7 separate regions of the Mus musculus genome follow, and regions 2, 3, 4, 5, 6 and 7 are each linked to region 1. A link is a contact called in public HiChIP or PLAC-seq and promoter capture Hi-C data. All regions are on one chromosome and are shown on one strand. The core of a region is the stretch at or near the end of the contact, and the rest is flanking DNA. Distances in the headings are between cores, read along the strand shown.

The links. Promoter capture Hi-C pulls out the DNA fragments that hold promoters and counts their contacts. HiChIP or PLAC-seq counts read pairs in DNA pulled down with a chosen protein or histone mark.
Region 2: a contact with region 1 is called in a promoter capture Hi-C map of embryonic stem cells, with 2.5 times the contacts expected there. The contact joins the promoter of Egln3 here to the promoter of Npas3 in region 1. A contact is called at or near these places in 7 of 39 promoter capture datasets (the 3T3-L1 cell line, embryonic stem cells, hippocampal neurons and 1 more), 2 of 484 Hi-C or Micro-C datasets (embryonic stem cells and ganglionic eminence) and 7 of 115 datasets of contacts at active chromatin or transcription factors (VIP interneurons, astrocytes, embryonic forebrain and 3 more).
Region 3: a contact with region 1 is called in an H3K27ac HiChIP or PLAC-seq map of embryonic stem cells, with 5 times the contacts expected there. The contact joins the enhancer-like site here to the promoter of Npas3 in region 1. A contact is called at or near these places in 4 of 39 promoter capture datasets (the 3T3-L1 cell line and embryonic stem cells), 2 of 484 Hi-C or Micro-C datasets (both in embryonic stem cells) and 2 of 115 datasets of contacts at active chromatin or transcription factors (embryonic forebrain and embryonic stem cells).
Region 4: an H3K27ac HiChIP or PLAC-seq map of embryonic stem cells shows a contact between it and region 1, with 6 times the contacts expected there. The contact joins the enhancer-like site here to the promoter of Npas3 in region 1. A contact is called at or near these places in 21 of 39 promoter capture datasets (the 3T3-L1 cell line, 3T3-L1-derived adipocytes, the C10 cell line and 13 more), 27 of 484 Hi-C or Micro-C datasets (the C2C12 cell line, MC3T3-E1-derived osteoblasts, adipose-derived mesenchymal stem cells and 18 more), 21 of 115 datasets of contacts at active chromatin or transcription factors (VIP interneurons, craniofacial prominence, differentiating embryonic stem cells and 13 more) and 2 of 9 other capture datasets (embryonic stem cells and pancreatic islet).
Region 5: an H3K4me3 HiChIP or PLAC-seq map of embryonic limb bud shows a contact between it and region 1, with 4 times the contacts expected there. The contact joins the enhancer-like site here to the promoter of Npas3 in region 1. A contact is called at or near these places in 8 of 39 promoter capture datasets (the 3T3-L1 cell line, cranial neural crest, embryonic stem cells and 4 more), 1 of 484 Hi-C or Micro-C datasets (embryonic stem cells) and 15 of 115 datasets of contacts at active chromatin or transcription factors (SST interneurons, craniofacial prominence, differentiating embryonic stem cells and 10 more).
Region 6: an H3K4me3 HiChIP or PLAC-seq map of neural progenitor cells shows a contact between it and region 1, with 26 times the contacts expected there. The contact joins the enhancer-like site here to the promoter of Npas3 in region 1. A contact is called at or near these places in 4 of 39 promoter capture datasets (the 3T3-L1 cell line, embryonic stem cells, hippocampal neurons and 1 more), 2 of 484 Hi-C or Micro-C datasets (the N1E-115 cell line and neural progenitor cells), 18 of 115 datasets of contacts at active chromatin or transcription factors (SST interneurons, VIP interneurons, astrocytes and 13 more) and 3 of 9 other capture datasets (adipose tissue, embryonic stem cells and pancreatic islet).
Region 7: an H3K4me3 HiChIP or PLAC-seq map of stem cell-derived neural progenitor cells shows a contact between it and region 1, with 18 read pairs. The contact joins the enhancer-like site here to the promoter of Npas3 in region 1. A contact is called at or near these places in 2 of 39 promoter capture datasets (both in the 3T3-L1 cell line), 8 of 115 datasets of contacts at active chromatin or transcription factors (astrocytes, craniofacial prominence, embryonic forebrain and 5 more) and 2 of 9 other capture datasets (embryonic tail and pancreatic islet).

Annotation. Positions count from the first base shown.
Region 1 is chr12:53,246,989-53,250,025 of GRCm38.p6, reverse strand. Npas3 (neuronal PAS domain protein 3) reads right to left here and starts at 1,594. Exons shown (of 12, transcript NM_001370962.1): 1 at 1,279-1,594. The coding sequence starts at 1,436.
Region 2 is chr12:54,202,305-54,205,341 of GRCm38.p6, reverse strand. Egln3 (egl-9 family hypoxia-inducible factor 3) reads left to right here and starts at 1,468. Exons shown (of 5, transcript NM_028133.2): 1 at 1,468-2,137. The coding sequence starts at 1,781.
Region 3 is chr12:54,163,257-54,166,293 of GRCm38.p6, reverse strand. No RefSeq gene overlaps it. Among named protein-coding and RNA genes, the nearest start is that of Gm40424, 12 kb to the left of the region's middle. Within about 2 kb of position 1,438, at least 119 of the 459 cell types and tissues checked have an H3K27ac peak or open chromatin away from gene starts, as enhancers often do. A contact at or near this core is called in embryonic stem cells, where this site is marked.
Region 4 is chr12:54,045,558-54,048,594 of GRCm38.p6, reverse strand. All of the region lies in intron 8 of Npas3 (neuronal PAS domain protein 3), which reads right to left. Among named protein-coding and RNA genes, the nearest start is that of Gm35818, 95 kb to the left of the region's middle. Within about 2 kb of position 1,579, at least 2 of the 459 cell types and tissues checked have an H3K27ac peak or open chromatin away from gene starts, as enhancers often do. A contact at or near this core is called in embryonic stem cells, where this site is marked.
Region 5 is chr12:53,998,807-54,001,843 of GRCm38.p6, reverse strand. All of the region lies in intron 6 of Npas3 (neuronal PAS domain protein 3), which reads right to left. Among named protein-coding and RNA genes, the nearest start is that of Gm35818, 140 kb to the left of the region's middle. Within about 2 kb of position 1,478, at least 15 of the 459 cell types and tissues checked have an H3K27ac peak or open chromatin away from gene starts, as enhancers often do. A contact at or near this core is called in SST interneurons, craniofacial prominence, embryonic limb bud and 1 more, where this site is marked.
Region 6 is chr12:53,980,027-53,983,063 of GRCm38.p6, reverse strand. All of the region lies in intron 6 of Npas3 (neuronal PAS domain protein 3), which reads right to left. Among named protein-coding and RNA genes, the nearest start is that of Gm35614, 150 kb to the right of the region's middle. Within about 2 kb of position 1,408, at least 38 of the 459 cell types and tissues checked have an H3K27ac peak or open chromatin away from gene starts, as enhancers often do. A contact at or near this core is called in astrocytes, neural progenitor cells, neural stem cells and 2 more, where this site is marked.
Region 7 is chr12:53,887,226-53,890,262 of GRCm38.p6, reverse strand. All of the region lies in intron 5 of Npas3 (neuronal PAS domain protein 3), which reads right to left. Among named protein-coding and RNA genes, the nearest start is that of Gm35614, 57 kb to the right of the region's middle. Within about 2 kb of position 1,387, at least 26 of the 459 cell types and tissues checked have an H3K27ac peak or open chromatin away from gene starts, as enhancers often do. A contact at or near this core is called in astrocytes and stem cell-derived neural progenitor cells, where this site is marked.

The DNA of each region.
Region 1 (3,037 bases), core at 345-2,844:
CTTCTTTTTAAAACTTTTGACAATAAGCAGAGCATGTAATGAAGTCTTCTACAGAATATTTGCAATTACATGAACTTGGAAAATACTGTGTTAGGCAAAATCTGGTCACTGGGCCATTGGTTAGAAGGCACAAAACATAGCAATGACAGATTACTGTAACCTTTGCAGTTTAAATACTATTGTTTCAAACCAAAGGCTCTCAAATCAATGAAGTTTCAAAGATGAGGTAAAATGGGAATTTGAATTATGCATTATGTATATTTTAAGTTAAATGCCATTGGCAAATCTCTCAGATGTTTAATCGTGTACAATCTGGGAAACACAAATATTTAATTTCACACTCTCATGTGCTTTTTTTTCTTCCATCTACCATAAAATTGAGCCTCATGAATAGAGAGTTTACCTTTTTGATTATATTGTTAGTTTTTCTCATAGCGATTTTGTGAATCCCATTTTCAATAAAATCTTAGAACATCGAAAGTTATCCTTAAAGGGAAAACTTTAGGGTTAGAAAGCTGTTGATGGTAAATTTCTCTTTATTTCCTTCCTCAATCAAAGGTTGCTCAGTGTTTTAATGACAATTATTTTGAATCTAGAGACTATCTTTAGAAAACTAAAAACAATTTCTATATTAAAACTTCCCTTTCACCACCAAGCCTAACTTTTGTAAAATTTGCTTCCTAACTTGGATCTCGGAATCCCATCCATTTGCATCATAATGCGTTTAAGATAGTTAACAGCGCCTAAGAGATTCGGATTTCACGTTGTATTCCCTGTAGTAACAGGTGACAGGATCTCACACTATTAGGTAGAAACGCAAGTCTATCTCTGCACATGAAAATCGTCTCTGTCCTATTTGGAAACAAATGATCAATCAGCCTCCGATGATCAATTGCTCCCCTGGCTGTCCGTCAGCGCGGATTCGCACCCGCGGAGGCATTGAGAACATTTTGCTGAAAGGGGGCAGGAAGCCCAAACTTTGCAAAAGCATCTCCTGCAGCGTCTCAGACTTGACTGGAACTCTCTGGCTACTCGGGGCTGAGGCTCAACGTTCGGGGCCTGGCAGAGGGCAAAGGATGACTTCACTTCGCCAGTGCACTAGAGTGCTTTTCAATTCGGATTGTGTATCCCCCCCCCCCTCCTTCTATAGCACAGGGGCAGGCAAAGTAAGCCCTGACGAGGTGCATGTGTGTTGTAAGGCACAAAACAAGAGCAAAGTGAGTCCCACCCCAGTACCCGAGACGGGGGCACTATCCCAGCTCGGACGGGACTACTCACCGCTGCTGGTAGGAGGTGATGCCCTGGACGTTCTGCGGGGTGCCGTTGGCCGCGGCGCCGGCCCTCCCCATGCCCGCACCGGCCGGTACCCCAGCGGCTGCCCCGCCGGCCGCCGCGGCCGTCACCTGCACGCTGAAATCCGGAAAGATTCGGATCATCGCCGCGGCTTGGAGCCCCAGGCGCGGCTGCTCTGGGCTCGGGCTGGCGGGGGCTCGGGCTCGGGTTCGGGCGGCGGCGGCAGCAGCGGCGCGAGCGGCGGCAGCAGCGGAGCCAGGCACCAGCCTGCAATCCCATTAGTGAGCCGCGGCCACTGTGCGCGGCGGAGAGGCGCTTTGATGTGCGCGCAGCGGGCTGAGGTGGGGGGGGGTGGCGAGGAGGAGGTGCGGGGGGTGTGCGAGGGACTTGCAAACAGCAAAACGTGTCAGGGTGGGGCCTTTTCTCCCTTTTGGGGGGCACTGTTGCTCCCCCCTCTTTCCAGGATGTTGCTTTCACTGGCTGCTCCAGCAGCGCCGCGCGAGCCCAGCTGAGAGGAGGAGGGGGTGAAGGAGGAAGGATGCACCGGGAGGCTTGGCGAGCGCTTGGCCGGTGCAAGGGAATAACGAGCAGTGGAGGGTGCGTTTTCCCTCCCTCTTCTACACACACACACACACACACACACACACACACACACACACACACCGCGCACTTCCGACCCAAAGTGCAAGATTGTGGTGCGCTCTTTCTCCTCCTTTCTCTGGAGAAATAACCACCATCCGGGCTGGCTTCAGCCTTCCGAGGCTGCCAGAAACCAGGATCCCAGCCCGCGGGTGTAGGAATGGGGCGTCAGAGCCTCCCGTTTCAGCCTGGACCCCTCTTTGACACTATTCTCCACATTAAGCAGAGCGAATGTGACCAAGCGCAAGTTGGGTTCCTGGAGAACTTGATAGTTATCTAGGAGAGGTGGTTTGCAAAGGCGACGGAGTGCGGGGCGGGGGGTTGGCGCTTTTGTACAATGGAGAGTTTGGGTCGCTTAAAAGAAAGGGCTCTTCCCGCTCCTGGTGAGCGGAAGAGTTGGTCTTGGGAAACTTGTGAGGTGGGGTCTCAGCTAGATCTTAGTTTGCGCTATGATCCATCTCTTAACGCCCCCCTTTGACCGAGGAAACGAATAAATTAGTAGCCACAATTGAAAAGAACTCTGCGAATTCCAAACACCAAGGAAACAAAAAGAGAAAACACGTGCATTTATTTCCTCGCGCCTTCCTGTTACTTCACATTGTGACGCCTGCCTTTCATTAGGGGGTGAAGAGAGATCCTTACAGTTTGGATGCGCCTTTTTAGTGAGACTTGCACTGGGTTTCACTGAGCTAGGGTTGGGGGAGTGGGAGTTGATTGTTTCCCTCCATCCCTCCCCAGGACCCGGGTTGCCCACTTTTCCCCCTGTCTTCTGGCTGGTGAGCAGGAGCAGAGATGCGAGAAGCAGGCGGATGCAGCCCTTGAGGGACACAGAGCTCTGCTAATGTCCCACACTCAAAGCCCCTGCCCAGCTTAGCGGCTGCTGCTGCTGCTGCTGCTACTCCTGCAACTGCTGCTGCTACTGCTGCGGCTGGGTGGTGGTGGGGAGTGGTGGTTTCCCATTCTGGTACCCTCTTCCCATCTGGCACTCAGGGCCTGGGCACTGCAGCTGAAGGGCTAGGGCAGTCGCTGTACCCTCCAAACAAGCCCAAGTTAACTGTGACCTCCACGCCGCCGTGACCCAGGGCCAATCGCGCTTCTCCCGGTC
Region 2 (3,037 bases), core at 219-2,718, 960 kb before region 1:
GCAAAAGGTCCTGTCCTGCTGGCTTCCTGTCTAAAACCCCAGCTGGTGATTGCAGGGCCCAGGTTCAGATGTCAGTGTCTCAGGAGACTGTTTTCCAACCATCTATCATGTGCTGGCATCAGTGTTTCAAGGACATGGGCTCCTGTCACCCCAGTGCTGCTATGGGCTTTTGGACAACAGCTTCTTGAAGTTGAGCCTTTACCCTAAGGAAATACACCTTCTCCTGGACAGACATATGGAAGAGGCCAACTGAGCAAGGCCATTAACAGGGTCCCTGTTCTCCATGGAGCTAGTTAGGTTTCTTCAAAGCTGCTTACACCCTCTCTGGTTGACTGCCACTCCCCAAGGCCCTGTTTGCCCTCACTGACTACAATACAGCCTTCTTCCCAGTCTGTCAGCACTCTCTCCTCCTCTGCCTCTCCTTCACATGAACTGCACCCCCACTTCTCCCCTCAGAGAAGGTGAGCAGAGGGGCTATTGGGAAGAGAATAAAAGCAAAAAGGACTTTATGTCCAAAATTAGTGATGCTTGAAAAATCGGTGCAGTTTTTCATTTGACTTAACTGAAAATCTAAATGTGCAAAGATGTGAACTGACTCTCTGTCTCTCTGTCTCTCTGTGTTTGTCTCTCTTTCCCTCTGTCTTAGATGTCTCTGTTTCTCTCTCTCTCATTTGGAAGGAAAGGGCATCAGAAATCTGTATAGAGACCACCTTACAGTAGATAATTAAGCCTTTTGGGTAGGGCCTAGGGCTCTAGTGCAAGTTGCATGTAGTAGAAGCCAGAGAGACCTGGAACACAGTGTATCTTTTGGGGAGAGTGCGAGTGATTTTGAGAGAGAATTTCAGAACCTTTTAGTAAAAAGCTTGAGTATAAATGGTGCATGAACATCTCCCGCAGGACAAAATACAAAAATTTGCAGGATTTGGCAGTGCTCTCCCTTCCCGGGGCGCCTCCCTATCTCTCTGTCCTCCACTCCCTTCTCAGGGGATACACACCAGCCTGGCACACAGGGTGGGGGGAGGTCAAGGGGAATGTTTGTTAATGAATCAGTCAGTTTTGGTTAAAATTAAATTCACCTCTCTCTCTCACAGGGGTTGGAACAGCCAGACCCGAATCAAACAGAAGAGGAAAGAAGGAAAGACACTAGGTAGAGCTTAAACCTTAATGTTTAAGAAATATAGTCACCAGAGAGGTGACTAGCCCAGAAAGTGGCAATAAACTGTTCATGTGCATCTCAGACGTGAGATCCAGGTTTTCAAGTTTGTTAGGGGATTTAACGCAAATCAATATGCAAATCGAGAGCATTAAAAAAAAAAAATCCAGCCCTTTCTTGGGTCACACACAGGTTAGCTAGAGTGGAGCTCACCCAGATGCTCCGCAGCACCAGTCCAAGAGGAAGAGCCCGGAGGAGGGCAGTCCCGGGGGCGGGACCATGACGTTGGGGTCAAGGCGGTGCTTTCTCTCGTTCCTCCCCCGGCCACGGCCGCCGCGGCGGTGGCTCTGCATCTCCAAAAAGGGCCCTCCGACTTCTCACTGGGCCAGTCCGGCGCTGGGTGGCGGAGCCCTACACTGCTCCCGCCGGTCCCAGAGCCGGGATCCCTTCTCTTCAGAGTTTCGAGCAACTTTCCCCGCCTCTGGAGCTAAAGTGGCTCGGGGACTGTGACCACCGCAGGTGGGAGAGTCCCCGGCCCGGCTCTCCGCATCTTCGCTGTGCGCTCGCGCTGGGAAAGCCCTGGGTGCGTGCACCCTGGGGGTCCCCGGCCTCGGCTCTGTGGGCGAGATGCCTCTGGGACACATCATGAGGCTGGATCTGGAGAAGATCGCCCTGGAGTACATCGTGCCCTGTCTGCACGAGGTCGGCTTCTGCTACCTGGACAACTTCCTAGGCGAGGTGGTGGGCGACTGCGTGCTGGAGCGAGTCAAGCAGCTGCACTACAACGGGGCCCTGCGTGACGGCCAGCTGGCCGGGCCGTGCGCCGGCGTCTCCAAGCGGCACCTGCGAGGCGACCAGATCACGTGGATCGGGGGCAACGAGGAGGGCTGCGAGGCCATCAACTTCCTCCTGTCCCTCATCGACCGGCTGGTCCTGTACTGCGGGAGCCGGCTGGGCAAATACTATGTCAAGGAGCGGTCCAAGGTAGGATGCGTGCGGGTGCCCAGCCGCAGCTGCGCTGCAGGGGACGGGAAGCCTTCATTCGGAGTGTTGTGTCGCCTTCGCTGGGGTGCAGCGAACTTTGGTTTTTAACCAAGAAGTCAGCTTGCCTATCTGCCCTACTTGCGTCCCCTCCACCTCCTGGCCTAACCCCTTAAGCAAAAGTCCACGTTAAGGGGCTCAGGTGTCTCGTGATGATGAGCTTCTGCTGACTCTGAAAGAATTGCCCTGGTTTTGGTGATGACCGCAAGGACAACTGGCTGGTGGAGGGAAAAGATATTGGAAACACTGCGACACGCATGTCCATGATCCGAAGTGCCTCCTTTAAAGCCACCCGGTACTGCCCTTCACAGTAGCCAGAGGCACTCTTAACTCTACTAGAGGCAAGTCTAATTTTTGCCTTGTGTTAGTTGGCTTGTAGAGTTAGGTAGGGTGGGAGGGAAGAGTTCGGTATGACAAGGTTAAGTCCTCCACTTCTGCTGCAGCCTTTGAGCCCTGGGGCTCAGAATTCTCATAGACCCCTCAGCCCAAGTGCTGAGCCCCACGCCATCGCCTTTCTTTTCCTATAAACTCATGGCAAAATCCACTCAAACAACCTGATAAGGTCCATGAAGAGAGTGGTGAGGTACCTCTGGGTAGAAACCTTGTTTTTGTTGTTCTCATAGCCCGTAATGGGGGCAGTGGGTGGTGATGATTTATCTTGAAAATGTTTACAGGTAGATTGGCAGGCCGGTAGACCAATGGGAGGTGGAGGAGCTGGTGCCTGTAACATCACTTTGGGTTAGTCTTGCTCCTGGCCATTTCTTCCTATAAGGATAGTCAAACTCTCTCTCCAGGAGCAATTCAGAGAGAATTGCCCCCGTGTAGCTGCGGGACAAGGGACTC
Region 3 (3,037 bases), core at 189-2,688, 920 kb before region 1:
CTTCAGTCTCAAGACTCCGCTGGACCAGAGAGACATCCTATGGCTCAAATGGAAAGTAGGCTCGTGCTCTGGACCTGGGCCTATCATCCTTACTTACAGCATCCATGAAGTACCTACAGCCTGCCCAGTGCAGTTGCAAGTAGTATCTGTCTCACCTAACTCTCACAGCTGCCCGGGATGGAGGGCTTAACACGTAACTGCTCATTACTGTCTAATCTCTCTATGTTGTAGCTTTCATTTTCGAATTATTTTGACCCCGCAAGGGATATGACTCTTTAACCTTTGCGTATTCTTTCCAGACAAAGGTCTCCTAAACGAATAAACCACACAACAAATCACTTTTCACGCACACTAATTTCTCATGGCTGATCCGAGGCCTGCAAGATCACACTGGAAAATGCGATTCTCAGTGTCTGCTCTCCTGTCCCTTGCTCTCACAGTCCACTTAGGGGAGGACTTGGTCCCGCCGAAGAAACATTATTTGGCAAATAATCTGATCAATTTCACTTATATTCCTGGCAATGAAATGTTAAGAGCCTACCTCACTGTTACATCATCTGAATAGGGCAGAGTCCGCAGAAGGAGATTGAATTTTGGAGCAAAGATCCAATTTCATGGAAATAAAACGCCTCACTTAAGTACATTTTAAAACTCTTTAGCAGAGTAGTTAATGCCAATTAGATTGTGGGCTGTCTGAATCATGAATTATCAATTCAGACATGATTTTGGTTTTCTTCTATAAGTAACGCCGGTATTTCTTTCTTTCTTTTCTTTTCTTTTCTTTTTTTTTTTTTTTTTAAGAAACTAGGTCATCTGAATTCAGCCATTTGGTCTTGAAAATTTTCTGTGTGCTCAGAAAGCAGTGGTGGGAACGGCCATGCCTGGTCAGCGCTTTGTGTGAGACAGGAGTTGGCATGCCCAGTATATATAGGTTTGATCAAGGGCAAGGATTGTTCTCAGCAAAGCTATTTCGAATAATAATAAAAAAAATACAAAATTAGCTTGGCTTCTGCCCTAAATTCTTTGTGTGGTGTGGAAAGAACACTGGCCAGAGGGTTGGTTAGAGACTTATCAGACAGAGTGGAAACCAACAGCTAACCCAAGCTGAAGCCACACTTGAGGTCCACACTTGAACCCTGTGGAATAATAATACGTGCTGGTTTACACTGCCAGGCCAGTTAGTAACCTTGCCCTGTCCAAACATGATTTCTAATGTGGTGCTTCTCGCTGCATCCCTGCTGGGCCCTTTAAAAGTCACCCTTTCTTTACCACGGGTCACTGCTTCTACATTTGCAAGGCCAGAGACAGATTCAAAGAGTCACATCCGGAACCCTACAACAATGGGCGGGTTGGAGTCCTCAGAGGATACCTGTGTGCCTGGGGCCTGCGCTACGTGCACACACTGTTGTTCTTTGTAACCACAGTGAGGCAGCTCTTCCTCTTTCCAGGATGAGGAAACTACTCAGAACAGTTAGGTGGCTCTGCCAAGGTTACGGTGATGGAGTAGCATAACAGGACTGGACTCCAGACCTCCAGGTCCTTGTGGTCTCTGTTCCTTCCTGCAGAGTGGATGGCAAATAAAGATCACGAATAGAGTCGGGAGAGGCAAGCTTAAGCTGCTGCATATTTAAATTTTCTCTCCCCCTGTTGGGTTATTCACAAGTGTTCCAGGGCCAGCCTCCTAAAGGAGTGCTCCTTACTCAGTAACAGCTATGCGTGCAGAAGCCGCAGCTTTGTCCTTGAATGCTTTCTTGCTGCTTAAATAGGATTTTCTTTGCCTGCCTCATAAGACTGAGGAGGGACTTTGGGTTTCTATGCAACATTGGCCTCGAGGGCGTGAGATGTTTGGAGGTATATTCCCCGCCTTAAGGTAGAGTTGAACAGCACCGGTTGTTTGGAGCAGACAACACTGGAATGCAGTTTGGAGCCTTTAGCCAGTGTGCCTGATACCTCCCTGTGTTCCTGGGTCACATACACTTTCTAGGGATGAAAGGGAACACTCACTGCCTTTTCTTCTTGACACACTTAGATTCCTACCCCGTGACACACAGCCTTCAGCCTACTTAACAGTGTGAACAACTGTGTTGAAATAAGACTAAAAAAAAACTTTGATCTTTGGTGATTTCCCCACTTAAGACAAGTAACCTTTCTCCTGGAAGCCTTTCTCCTAACTCCTGGGAGTTAACTCTTACATTTCTGAGTGCCTTTATTTTCCCTTTCTTATTATTTTGGGGGACAGGGTATGCTTTTCCAAGTCAGGGTTTCTCTGTATAGCCTTGGCTGTCCTGGAGCTCACTCTGTAGACCAGGCTGGCCTCACAAAGATCCACTCGATTCTTCCGAGTGCTGGAATTAAAGGTGTATGCCACTCCAATTGACTCTTGGGAACATTTATAGAGGTCATTTTGTGATTCTTTTTAAAAAGACATCTCTGGTTTTAGGGAATACTGTTGTAGCTTATTGATAATGTTTTACCAACTTGAGAAAGATTGCTCTAGGAGTGGATAAATACTCAGCTGATTAAAACACTACACAATTCGGGATGTCTCATGTTTGTGAGTGATGTGTGTGTGTGTGTGTGTGTGTGTGTATGTGTGTACATGTGTGTGTGTGTGTGTGTGAGTGATGTGTGTGTATGTGTGTATATGTGTGTGTGTGTATATGTGTGTGTGTGTGTGTATGTGTGTATGTGTGTGTATGTGTGTATGTGAGTGATGTGTGTGTATGTGTGTGTGTAGATGTCAAAAGGTAACTTGGGATTAAGGTGTAGAAGAGCCTTTTGTCTATTGAGGACTTCTGAGGAAGAGGACTGAAGAGAGGAGGGGACTGGACATACTGTGTTGGTCTCTCACTGGTCTGGAGTAGCTGCCGGCAGCTCTAGGAAGCTTCTCTTGTTCCTCTTGACCTGACCCAAGCTGGGGGTGGCCCAGAAAGCAGTGGGAACTTGGGAAAGGATCTAAGGATTCACCAACTATCGATTTGGGAAATTTCATTGGGTGTGTGCCATAAAATGCTGGAAGGCGGACTTTCCCAAGAAA
Region 4 (3,037 bases), core at 330-2,829, 800 kb before region 1:
ACATTTTTATTAAATTTTGGATATGTTGCTAGATCAAGCAATTGTATTTAAGTAATTAGGTAGGTTTTTTCCTTGGCATCCGAATGCACATTTGGACAACGTAATTCCATGAAATTATTGAGGGACTGTAACAATGCAAGATATTCATTACAGGACAAGATAATTCAAGGTTACATAATAAAATAAAAACATGTTACGTTTATACCAAGTGATTAGAGACACCTTTCATTTAAGCAGATTGGTCTTCTGTTGGGTATTTCCATGAAAAAGGGATTCAGCTGCTGCTTGGCACGAAGTCCAAATTGGCATTTCAAGGGATATAATTTAAATGCTGAGACATACAGATGCCTAGGGTATTATCGTTTTTAGTCTCAGTCATTTGGGAGCTCAGCTTTCACTCCTGGCTCTTTTAACTGGGACTTTGTGGTAGATTCTACACTGAAAGTTTAAAACCATTTCAGCAGCTCTTCTGGGCCTGTGCTTGACAGTATGTGTGTACCAGTGCCCATAGTTAATTAAATTGTCCAGCATCCTCAGGTAGGACACAGAAATCCAGACCCAAACTATAGAACATGTGGGGAAATCTGCCTTGTTTATATAGGCATGTATAAAATGCTAATTGCTTTCTACAGCAATCATTTTGGTTGGTTAAAAAAAAAAGATTTTGTTTAACTTATTTTACTGTCCCTTTAGAAATTACTTCTGACACAGGATCTATTCAGATGTGAAACACATATTTGGAAATGTTATCTTTAAAAGACATGGGATTAGTGTTGGAGAACTGTGTCTGATTCACAAGGCAGGGAGCTAATAAGGTCTGGTAACACAAAAACATCATGGAGTTAGCTGGGCGTGGTGACACATGCTTGTCACCCCAGCACCTGGGAGGCAGAGGTTCCAAGATAGCCACAGCCACATAGTGAGACACTGTCTCAGAAAACAAAAACAACAAAAACAAATAAACAAGCACTATAAATAAATGTAAGAGTATAATTAAAATATACTCCTCAATGGGGTAAGTGGATTTCTCAATGTTTAGTGATTGAAATAATCATTTTGACCAAACTAGAATTATTAGTGAGAGAAGATTTCTTAGGAAAATGAAAATGAATTCTTGGAGCATTTGTGGTACAAAACAGATTGGTGGTTCTGTTTACTAGCTTGTTTTCCCAAGTATACATAAACAGCCACTTTCTAAAAAAAAAAAAGTTAGATGTCATTAAAAGACCCTCTTTGGTGTCTGTGAAGTCTGCCAGCTCCTGAAAGCATTAGATGTTAGCGTTGCCCTGGGCCATCCTGCAGACTGCAGAAGAATCGCCAAGGAGCAAGCTTAGTTTCTAGTTAACAATTCCCTAATTAAATAAGAAACCACAGGAAAAAGCCTCGTTCTTTGGGGAAGGCGTTCTCTTTTATTTGAATGAACACCTTCAAAAAAGAAAAAAAAAATTCGGGATCAAGCCCTTTCAGAGAACCATACATAGCCTGCTGTGGGGAATTCGACCAGCTTCAGCAGTAAAGAATAGACCAGTAAGAGCTAGGAGTGGCAGGCCAGAAGAGTAGCTATCCTTCCTGTTTCTCAGCTCCCTCACCTGTAAATCACCTCAGGCTATGGTGAGGAGGGTCATGGGTGGAGTGACATTAGCACTGTCCCCAGCTTGGCGCATGGCAGCTTTTCTGTAACCCAAACATGCCATTGCCCTTAGTAAAGGACATTTCCAGATTGCTGTCTTCATTTGGGAGAGAATGATGCATTGTATCAGCGGATGGGGTATTTTGGGGGGTAGGGTGGGGGAAGAAAAAAGCTAAGAGCAGGTCACAGACAAGAATCTCAATTGCTAGAATGGGACATTGAAAGCTTGCTAAAAAAAAAAAAAATTAGTCACTTGATCACAACAAACAGTGGTGGCGCATGCCTTTAATCTGAGCACTTGGGAGGCAGAGGCAGGCAGATTTCTGAGTTTGAGGCTAGCCTGGTCTATAGAGTGAGTTCCAGGACAGCCAGGGCTACACAGAGAAACCCTGTCTCAAAAAAAAACACAAAAAACAAAAAACAAAACAAAACAACAACAACAAAAAAACAACAACAACAACCCAAGAAAAAAGAAAAGAAAAAAAAAAAAAAGAAAAGAAAATCTGTGGCATTGGATAGGACAACCATTGGAAATTTGGCATTGGTTTTTGGAAGGTGTGGTGATGGTGGAGCTGAGCCCAGCCTGAGGTGTGATCTATTCTGGAATTGCTCTCCTTTCTGTCCCTCCATTGGTTTCCTTCTCTGTCCTGCAGCCTACTTAGAGACTAAATGGCTTTGTAAATGCTAATTGTGTTCTTCCATTGTGTGTATATATGGAAAGTTCCTCAGGGAGGTTATTCTGACTGGTTTCTTGCCATTCACCATGGCCACTAAAGAAAAATCAAAGGCTGGGAGACGGCACAGGCTATTGCTAAGTCAGGGGCTGCGACTCTTTAATTCAAACTTGCCCAGGCTGACAGGAGCAGGAGCAAGCTCTTACCTATGGAGCAGGCTGACCTGAGACTGTAGGGTGATGACTAGATACACTTGGCCAAAGTCAGAGGCCACTCCTGCCCATCCTTCTGGCTGACTTGTCTTTCCTGGTCTCCTGTGTCCTCTCCAGAACACCACTGACACACCCAAGTGTATGGTCATGGTGATGAAGACTTTATAAATGTCAACAAAACTTGAGCAGATTTAGGCATAATTACTGCATAATAAAGACAGGTACATGATGCTGTCTGCACTCCTGAGCATCGGAGGTCAGATAAATTCTTTCTTCCCATTTAGTCCCTGGCTGGAAATAGGAGACCAATCCCAAAGCAATCTCAGCTTTAGTAGCAGTTCCCAGTAGACTGGGTGGACGCAGGCGCTTTTGGCCTTCCTCTTGGCTAGGATCTGCAGAGGTTAATTACCCAGGCCACTTGACCATTCTGCTCTCTGGTTTCCTGTGTGAAGGCGTTCACAGGGCTCAGGGGACATATATTGCCTTCAAACCTGACAACAATCTATGGCCAGAAAGCATCC
Region 5 (3,037 bases), core at 229-2,728, 750 kb before region 1:
GGAGGAGGAGGAGGAGGAGAAGAAGAAGAAGAAGAAGAAGAAGAAGAAGAAGAAGAAGAAGAAGAAGAAGAAGAAGAAGAAAATGAAGAAGAAGAAGAAGAAAAAGAAGAAGAAGAAGAGAGAAGAGGAGGAAGGAGGAAAAGAAGTAAGCTGTAAGAATCATAGGACAAAACAACTATAAAAGAGATTAAAAATTGGAAAACCATAAAATTATGGCATGCTATTTGTATATTTTAAAGAATAAGTAATCTCTGCATTTCATATTAAATGTGATTGATGCTCAGTTGGCAGGAGGGTGTGGACACCGTAATCATAGGCACCGTGCTATCTATGGTCTAGGGGACTTACCATGTCATTCATAGCCTGGTAAGTCTCAGTTTCCTACGTTGGTAGCATTTCCACTCTGGGGTGCAGGCCGTCGGACATCTGCCCCTTCCCTATGTGTCCCTCCCAAGGCTTTCCCTTTTTTGTTTTAGAGAGCACTGATCTGATGTCATTTTAAATGTACAGCTTTTTATCACTCGAGGGAAAAGCAGAGCCATGTTATATTTAGTACTTTCATTTCTTCTGATTAAATATGAATTACTATGAAATTTTTCTCATCATCTAACACGCCATAATACGCCAACAGCTTTTTAATACACTATATAAGCACAAACTTCTGCTCTAAGAGTTTAATTTGCCCCTCTAATCCAATCACATCAACCTTATTTCTCTTATCAGAGATTCCCATTTTGAATTAAATGAGCTCATTAGTTTTAATCAAAAGCAGAGAGATCAAAACTTAAACGTAAATGCTTTAGATCAGAACTGTCAGTCAGCCGTGCAGTTCTATTTTACTAAAACACAAGATCAGAGACCCTTAGAACCAATTTTTTTTTCCTCGAAAGGGATGCCGAGAGCTTGAAGATGCTATATCCTTTCTTTTTTTTTTTTTTCTTTCTCCCAAGGACAGATTATACATTTAAGGTTAGACTTAATTTATAGCGGTTTTTCATCCTGCTGGAAATGGAAACGTACGCCCGTCTACTGTTGTCCCTCACACATTTATTGACACTGGTCCTCAGAGACTTGAACTAACGTGAAGCCATCAAAATCCACAGCACAAGCTCGGCTTTTAAAAATTTAGCTCTGTTCAGCAAGATTGTGTTTGCAATAGCAGAGGGAACGGAAATATAGAAACTTCTCAGAGAAGAGAAAATATGTCTTTGGAGCTTTAGGGGTAGGGCTCTGGATAGCCTCACCCAGCCGGGAAGGAAAGGCCTCACTGAAAAAGAGAAGGCCATTCAGGCAAGCTGAGAAATACTTCTGCTTTTAGAAACAAGAACTGCACCGGCGAAACAGTCCGAGTCTATAGGAGAGATCGCAGTAAGGGGGCTTCCTGCTGGGTGAAAACACAGCTTCGTGTGAGCTGTGCAGCCAAACACCGTGTCATGTTCTAGCCGAGGCAGGAGTACAGCATCCGCCTCATGTTACAGTAGTAATTGCCTAAACACGCAGGGTAATGTTAATTACACTGGGGATAACTGGTGTGTAAGGAATGCTAAGGTCAGGTTCTGCCCCACTGAAGCCAAGATTTAGAATCTAAATTAACCATCATACTCAACTTCAAGAGCAAGGGGACCGAGGAGTCAATGAGACATAGGTGGGGCAGTCAGAGCTTGTTTTCATGATGGTGACTTTCACTTCGACTGCCTATAGCTTCCTGGTTCTGAGCTCAGGAGCAGGAGGAGCCTGCCATGTTCCACCTTTCAACAGGACAGGTTGCCAACTTACTCAGATCACCCCCACCATAGCCAGGCTTCCTATGGGGTAGCAAATAGTTATCACAATTGTGACAGTGGTGTCTCTCCTGTGAAAAGAGGCTTTGCTTGCAATATGACAGGCAATGGCAGCCACCTCAGAAAAGTTTTTTGAGAGAATGTCTCAGGTGATAGTCCAGGGAGGAGGAGGGCTTTGCTGGGGGAGGAGTCACAGTGGATGGGCTGGTATGTGGGTGGGCTGAGGGAGGGAGGGAGTAGGGGAGAAGTCCACTTGAGACCTGCGCTCTCTAGACACAGTGGCTCCATCTTATGTCTAAGAAATATTTTCGAGTGCTTTTTAGATGTGGAATACACTCTTGTCAACTCTCAGAGACCGGCCACTACTGTCTCATGCTCTGATAAGTTTGGGATTCCAGGAAGTTCTAGCTACTGCCTGAAACACAAGGCAGATGGATGGAAAAGCTGCACAGAGGGGTCAGATCTGAGTCATGTCCACTCTTAGCCCATGAAATATAAGCTAAAAGATGAAAACATAAAACCAAGGCCGACATGATGAAAAGCTAAATCAAAATACAGACATCTCAGGGGTCTTTAACGCTTGAATAAAAGTGTGTGTGTGTGTGTGTGTGTGTGTGTGTGTGTGCGTGCGTGTGTGTATGAGTTCAGCATCCATGGAGGTCAGAGGCACTGGATCCCCTAAAGGTGGAGTTACAGGCAGTTGTGAGCCATTTAATGCAGGTGCTAGGAACCACAGTTGGATCCTCCCTCTCTACGAGGTCCATGTTCTCCCTAACCACTGAGCTGCCTTTCCAGCCCCTCAACTTTTAAATGTCTACATTGCTGAAGTTCTTGAAATATCCATTTTGATATATTTTTTAATATAAAATTTACAGAAAATTCATAACCAAAGTCAGAACGTTGGCGCCTGCTGTAATCGCAACGAGACTTCAGTTGTCATTCATCTGCTGGTGACGCCATTAAATGTGGATTGTGCATCCCTCGCATCCTCCCAGGGACAGGAGCTGGTGGAGGTGACAGGTGTTGAGATCGATAGAGGTTTTCCAGGATGCGAATGAGGGCTAGGCGCTTTCTGAATACTGTCAAATCTGCTATGGGGACTCCACAAGGACATGGTAAAGCACCAGCAGGGCCCTTATTTATGTGTAGATGCGTGCCTAGCATCGGAACCCTCCAAATTCCATCAAACCCTGGTGCGTGCAGGGGGAAAAAAAGAGAGAAAAAAAAGAAAAAAATTAAGTTTTAAGAAATGTTCC
Region 6 (3,037 bases), core at 159-2,658, 730 kb before region 1:
AAGTACATAAGGTCACTCTGAATATCGGGTGGAATAGTTCCACCACAGAGGATCAGGCTGTTGAGATGTCCAAAGGCAGAGGTTACATGTACTGAAGGGCTAAGCAGGCCACCACCTCCAGCTGTATCTGAATGTTGCTGTGAGGCTATGTGAGTACTGCTCAGGGCTCAAGGGGAGGACTCATGGGCACAGGAAACAGCAGCAAAATGGTCATCACCAGGCCTTCATGATTCTGTTAGGCCAGCTAGCTTTGGGGTTGCCCACTCTCTAGGAGTCAATTAAAGTTTGAGTAAACTTCCTTGAGAGACAGTTGATGAAGCCTGAGCAAGACTTGTTATGCTTGGATTCTGCTGGTTCAGTTTTCCTGAGCACAAACACCTCCAGGGAGGAAGGAGCAGGGTTGGCTCTGGGAGAGGAAAACACAGTGGTAAAAATAAGGCCAATTCGACATCTTGATGGTATGTAGGGACCCTCGTATACAGAGGAGCAGGATTCCAGTACAGCCAGAACTAATTCACTGGTTTCTCTAACCACATGCTTAGCTTTCAGAACCTCTCCTTAACAAACTCCCGAGTCATGGTGCCTTTCTTCCTTTATGCATAGTGAGCATTGCCCACTGCCTGCTGGTTTTCTTCAGGGTCTTATGTATGTAATAAATCTACCAAAGAGACAGCCTACAGCGGGCCATTATGCAGTCACCCCCCTCTCCCCGCTTTAGTAATGTTGACTCCACTTAGCACTGAGTATAGTGTGCTGTAGGATCTGAGAGCTTGCAGGTGGGAGTTTGGCATCTAGTCCCAGGCCTCGATGATGGAGAAGCAGTGGCGTGGGTAAGGCAGTATCTTTGGCCTTTGTCTAGGAGACTGGGGCAGCTGCTCAGAATGCAAAGCTAGCTTCCTAGAGACAGTTGCTTTTGTCCTTGTGAAATACTTGGCTTTTCTTTATGAGCCCTGGCTGGACTTCTTATTGCTTTGGTGGCATCAGGGATGACTCAGAGACCAGGAAGCAAGTGTTGTGACTGTCACTGTCTCAGGGCAGTTCCATTCAGGCCTGTTGTCCTTTTAGTTGTTCAGCGGAGACATGTTTAGTTTGGTTTTACCTGTGCCAGCTCAGTCTGGGATGGGGTACAGAGACAGACTCTCAAAGGAGGACACTCTGGCTATAAACCTGCCAGGTCCTTCCCAGCTCTACCCCTTCCCTGATTGGTGTTTTCACATCTCCCAAGGATGGGAATTTTCAGAACAAAGCCCAGTACTTGGAGTGGTTATTTGCATGTCAATTTCCGGAATGCTTCTCCAACTTTCCCTTGTGCCATAGTGATGCTTTTGTATCTCTTCTGCTGGGGATAAATGGAGAGGAAGGGCTCGAAGTGGGTCAGCGCAGTGTCCTGGCACTTCCTTTGGCTGAGTCTTTGCCCAATGGGGTGGAAGCCAGACTTCCTTCTCCCTGGCCCTTCAGCTCCCCTATGCAGCCTTGCAGATCTGGGAGGTCTGCGTTCTTTATTGCAGCTTTGGGGTGAGCAGGCACCTGACCATGGGAATATTCTTTCCTCCGGTCACAGGCGTCTGTGAGGGACCCTAGTGGGGTCTAATGATGGTGCTTGCTGTGTTCTCACCATCTTTCCCTTTAACCCATTTCTTGCCTGTCCATATTCCTGGCTGGAAATAGTGTATATGTGTGTGTGGGGGGGGAAGGGCAGCGGGAGAGCAAATGGCAGGAGCAAGCTAGGGTTTCTTTTCCTGTGAGACAGTATCCAGGTCCTGCCTTACGGTCAATCAACTGTAAGTATCCTGTAGCACTGTCATAAAATGTGAGAATTAAAACATCTTTTTTCTATCAAAAGAGTCTTTGAAGTTATAGTCTTGGATGAATCTCGCAGAAGGGCATACAGGAAACAGTGTTCTACACACAGACTTTTTTTTTGTCTAGTTCCCTATCATGTGGGAAGTTCCTCCACACTAGTGTCTAAAAAGCAATTTTCTGGTCACTTTTCAAAAGGTCCCAACTGTGGCCTATGGGGATACTTGGGACCCCTGGGACCAAGACCATGGCTTGCCGTCTAGCAGGCTACCATGAAGAGGGTGTGGCACTTCTGAGCATGGACAGAATTCAAATAGTTCCCGCCGTCACCTGACATTCTGTTCTATTAAAATGATATTTTAAAAATTATATTAATTTTACCTTGGCAAATGTTTACTATGTAGATATAAGGTAATCAGAATGTTTATTATATAGTACACACATGTATTACATATTACAGCAGTAAAGCAACATCTAGTAAATTAAAAAGCAGGCGGAGGCCTCCGTTGTGAAGGTGAGTTTAAGCTACATGTCCTCCTCCAGCGGAACTGTGAGAGCTGTTGTTCTAGAAAGCCCACGTCTGCGCTTAGAGCTGGATTGTAATGCAAGACATTGGAATGTGCTATAGCATTGGGGAAAATCTACTCATATGATGAGCTAGATTTTATAGTTCTTAGGTAGTTTTGATTATAAAAATGTATCCCATTTTCTAGCATACTATCATGACTCTAAGGTATTTTCAAGTTTTTTTTTTTTGTTTTTTTTGTTTTTGTTTTTGTTTTTTTTTTTAAGACAGGGTTTCTCTGTATAGCCCTGGCTGTCCTGGAACTCACTTTGTAGACCAGGCTGGCCTTGAACTCAGAAATCTGCCTGCCTCTGCCTCCCAGGTGCTGGGATTAAAGGCATGCGCCGCCACTGCCTGGCTCCAAGTGTTTTTTAAATTAATTTTACTTTATGTGTATGAGTATTTTGTTTGCCCGTATGTCAGTGTCTGATGCCTGCAAAGGCCATAAGAGGAACTGGGTCCCCTGGAAATGGAGTTACAGACAGTTGTGACCTACCAGACGAGTGCTTGGAATTGAACCTAGGTCCTCTGGAAGAGCAGCCAGTGCTCTTAACTGCTGAGCCATCTCTTCAGACCACCCGCCCCCCTTTTAAATCAGTGCATTTAAGAAACCAGAAGTAAATGAAAACTAATACAGGAATTAGTTCCCGACTTTCTGAGGAAAACTCCAGG
Region 7 (3,037 bases), core at 138-2,637, 640 kb before region 1:
TTCAAAGACAAGCAATATCAGGCTAGGCTTCTAATCTATGTCAGGAACACAGAAATGCTTCTAGTAATGAGTTTTATAATATGACCCAAAATCCAAAGGTACAAGCCAATGTAGTAGGCATTGAATTTCATGATAAATTTTCATTGTAACTGATCATCTACAGGTGGCAGATCAAAATGTTAGCAAATATGAAAAATTTCAAATAATCTATAGAGCTAATTTACTGATTCACAAAAGACAAAGACTGAAGGCTGAGTCTAAGGAAGGAGAACTATGAGCTTCCTGACTCTAAACATTTAGAAGCAGTTAAAAAACTGAGCCTAAAGGTTTCAGATAATGGTTATTAATCAAAGGGCACGATGTCCAGTGGAACAGAGAAGCACTTCATAACTTTGCTAGTATTGTGAATCATAATGAAAATGCTTTTGGAGATAGACGTTTTCCAGGGGGTCACAACCCACAGGTCGGGAACCATTGTTTTAGACCTCTGTGAACTTCCTTCAGTTGTGGAAGGTCTGATTTGCCCTTCAAAGTTGCACTAATCCAGATTGCACTCAGTAGAAAAGTAACCCCCCTCAAGATCCTGCCACACTTAAATAGCTTCTAGAAACTGTGGCAAATCCACTGATTTTAACTGCAGGGAAACCTTTTAGTAAAATATGTTGAGTGGGGATCGAGATGCCCATGAGATGAAAGTGCAGCAAACATGTACAGACTGGCTCTCTGCTCCGAATGGGTGGTCTAGTTTCTGTCCTTTATTTCTCTCCGTTTCCTATCCAAAGACTTCATTTATTCCACTGACATCTATTGAGTGTCTACTATTCTTAGTTCATCGATATGACTCAGTTACTAGTGGAGAGAGGGTGTCTCACCCATTTTTCCTTTAAGTGCTTAGTAATATTAAAGATGTTACATGGAAGTGAAAAGATAAAGACATTTAGATACCTCTCGCTTTACCCATACGGCAAGAAAAAAAAATCTGCCTTTGCCTTGTAAGCAATAATCAAAGGGGTAGAGGTGTCTGTAAGATCACCTTCCCAGGATGTGGAATCGGACACAGGCTTTGAGTCTAGGATTTAACACACACTTCAGGTAAGCCAACATGAACTTCCACTCACTCATTCAGGGTAAATCTTGGGTTATCAGTAGTCAGATAAAATCTCTATTAATTCTGCAAAACAAGAGGACATCTGATTTCTGACGGGCCCCAAATAAATGCGCCATGTTTATTTTCAAAAGAGATAGCAAAAGAAACATGTAGTAAAATCTCCTCAGATTCTCAGTTCCGAGTCCCAGCAAATGCTTTCAACTGTGGGCAGCTTGGTGGGGATGTGGGAATGTGGCTTGTTCTGTTTCTTCCTAATATGGGCTCTTCTTTCTGGATGGGCCAACGATGACTTCATTCCATAGCCTTTGATTGCTTTTGTACCTTTCTGGCTTCAAAATTCGAACTTAAAGAAAGAGTCCTTTGCTATGAGTCAGTAAATGGAATGCATTAATAATGCTTGAGTGGCTGGCCCTTTTCCAGACTTGATCACCCTAGCTGCAATGGAGGTTTCGATTTTTGTTTTGTTTTGTTTTGTTTTGTTTAGTGTAAAGGAAAATTACCCTATATAGCTTTTAACTCCCCAAGGCTATCCCTAAAAGCCTTACTCAAACTTCTAAGGTGCCTGGACTAGCGTTTGAGCTTAGAAAAGCTGTTGGCAAATCCCAGTGAAATTTTTTGACAGATTCATTTTTTAGCCTTTGGGAAAGTGAAGGTGCTGCAGGCGAGATATTTGATTAATGCCATAAAAAATAGTGTTGCGGGCACAGCTGGCACGTTGGGAGGAAAATTCATCACTAACTCTAAACCTGCCATGTAATTTTCTACCCACGGTTCTTTTCCTCACTTGACAGAAGATCTGCACAGGACAAACTCAGCTGACAGGGGACAAGGCAGCCAGATGTTGAGGTATCTCGAAACATGACAGATCGCTATGTTTTAGCTCAGATTAATTCACTTATTAGAGGTAGGCCTAAATCACTGGTCATTGTCAGATCAGTTGTCACCACCAGCAAATCATACCACGTACCTGAACAAAAATAGTTCCGGGTTTTAAAGGGTTGCTTTAACCTCAGCCCTCAGCGCTGAGTGAGACTTCGGGGGCAGGAAAAGCCCGGGTGCCTCTCCTCAGTGGTGCAATTGCTTGGAACTGAGGAAGCATCTCCCTCACCACGGCTTTCAGGGAGACTGCGCAGAACCAGGAAGAGCGTAATTCCAGCCAGGCCATGACAACTGCTAAGCTCGGAACCACTCTGGTCTTCTGAAGTCACTTTCTCTCTTCCTCCCTGCCGCCTTTCCACTTCCAGAGTGCTCTGTAAGGCACTGCCCTGATTTGGACCTTGGCTGATGGCCACATGAATATAAATTTGCTCATTTAAAAAAAAATGCCAAGAACCACTTTCAGAAGGCTGAGGCAGTAGAGCCCTGTTCTATTAGTTCATATGAAACATATGCCACTTCGCCCTGCCAGGGTTTAGTGGCTGCTACAAAACCCATCTACTTTCTGGTTTATCTCCCAGTGGATCAGTCGAGTTTACAAAGTCAAGACCACAGCTGGCCCCTGAGTTTGGCAGGCTGAAGTAAAGTGTCAGGGAGTAAATAAGCTGCAGAAAGTAGCTAATGTCTTCATCCCTGGAGGTTGAGTTGAGAGATGGGAAACACTGAAGGAACGAAGAGTGGGAAATTGGTAACAGCCGCACTTCTTCTGGGGCTTCTTGGGCAAAAGAAAACGGGATCTCTCTCCGGCTCACCAGGGACCGGTGCTCCTGAGAAACGGAGTCCCATTAAAACTACAAAAGTCAGGGCAAAGTGCCACACAAAAAGGTAGTTTTTGTCACTAATGTTTTACTTCTTCTTTTTAAAGACCAAGATTTAGTAAATCAAGTAGGCGGCCTCAAATAAGAACTCTCTATTGTCAGCCCAGGGCCCCAGTGGCGTGTTCATCACCCTTCCTGCTGCTCTTTGGCATCTGGTAGCTGTCTGACCTGGTTG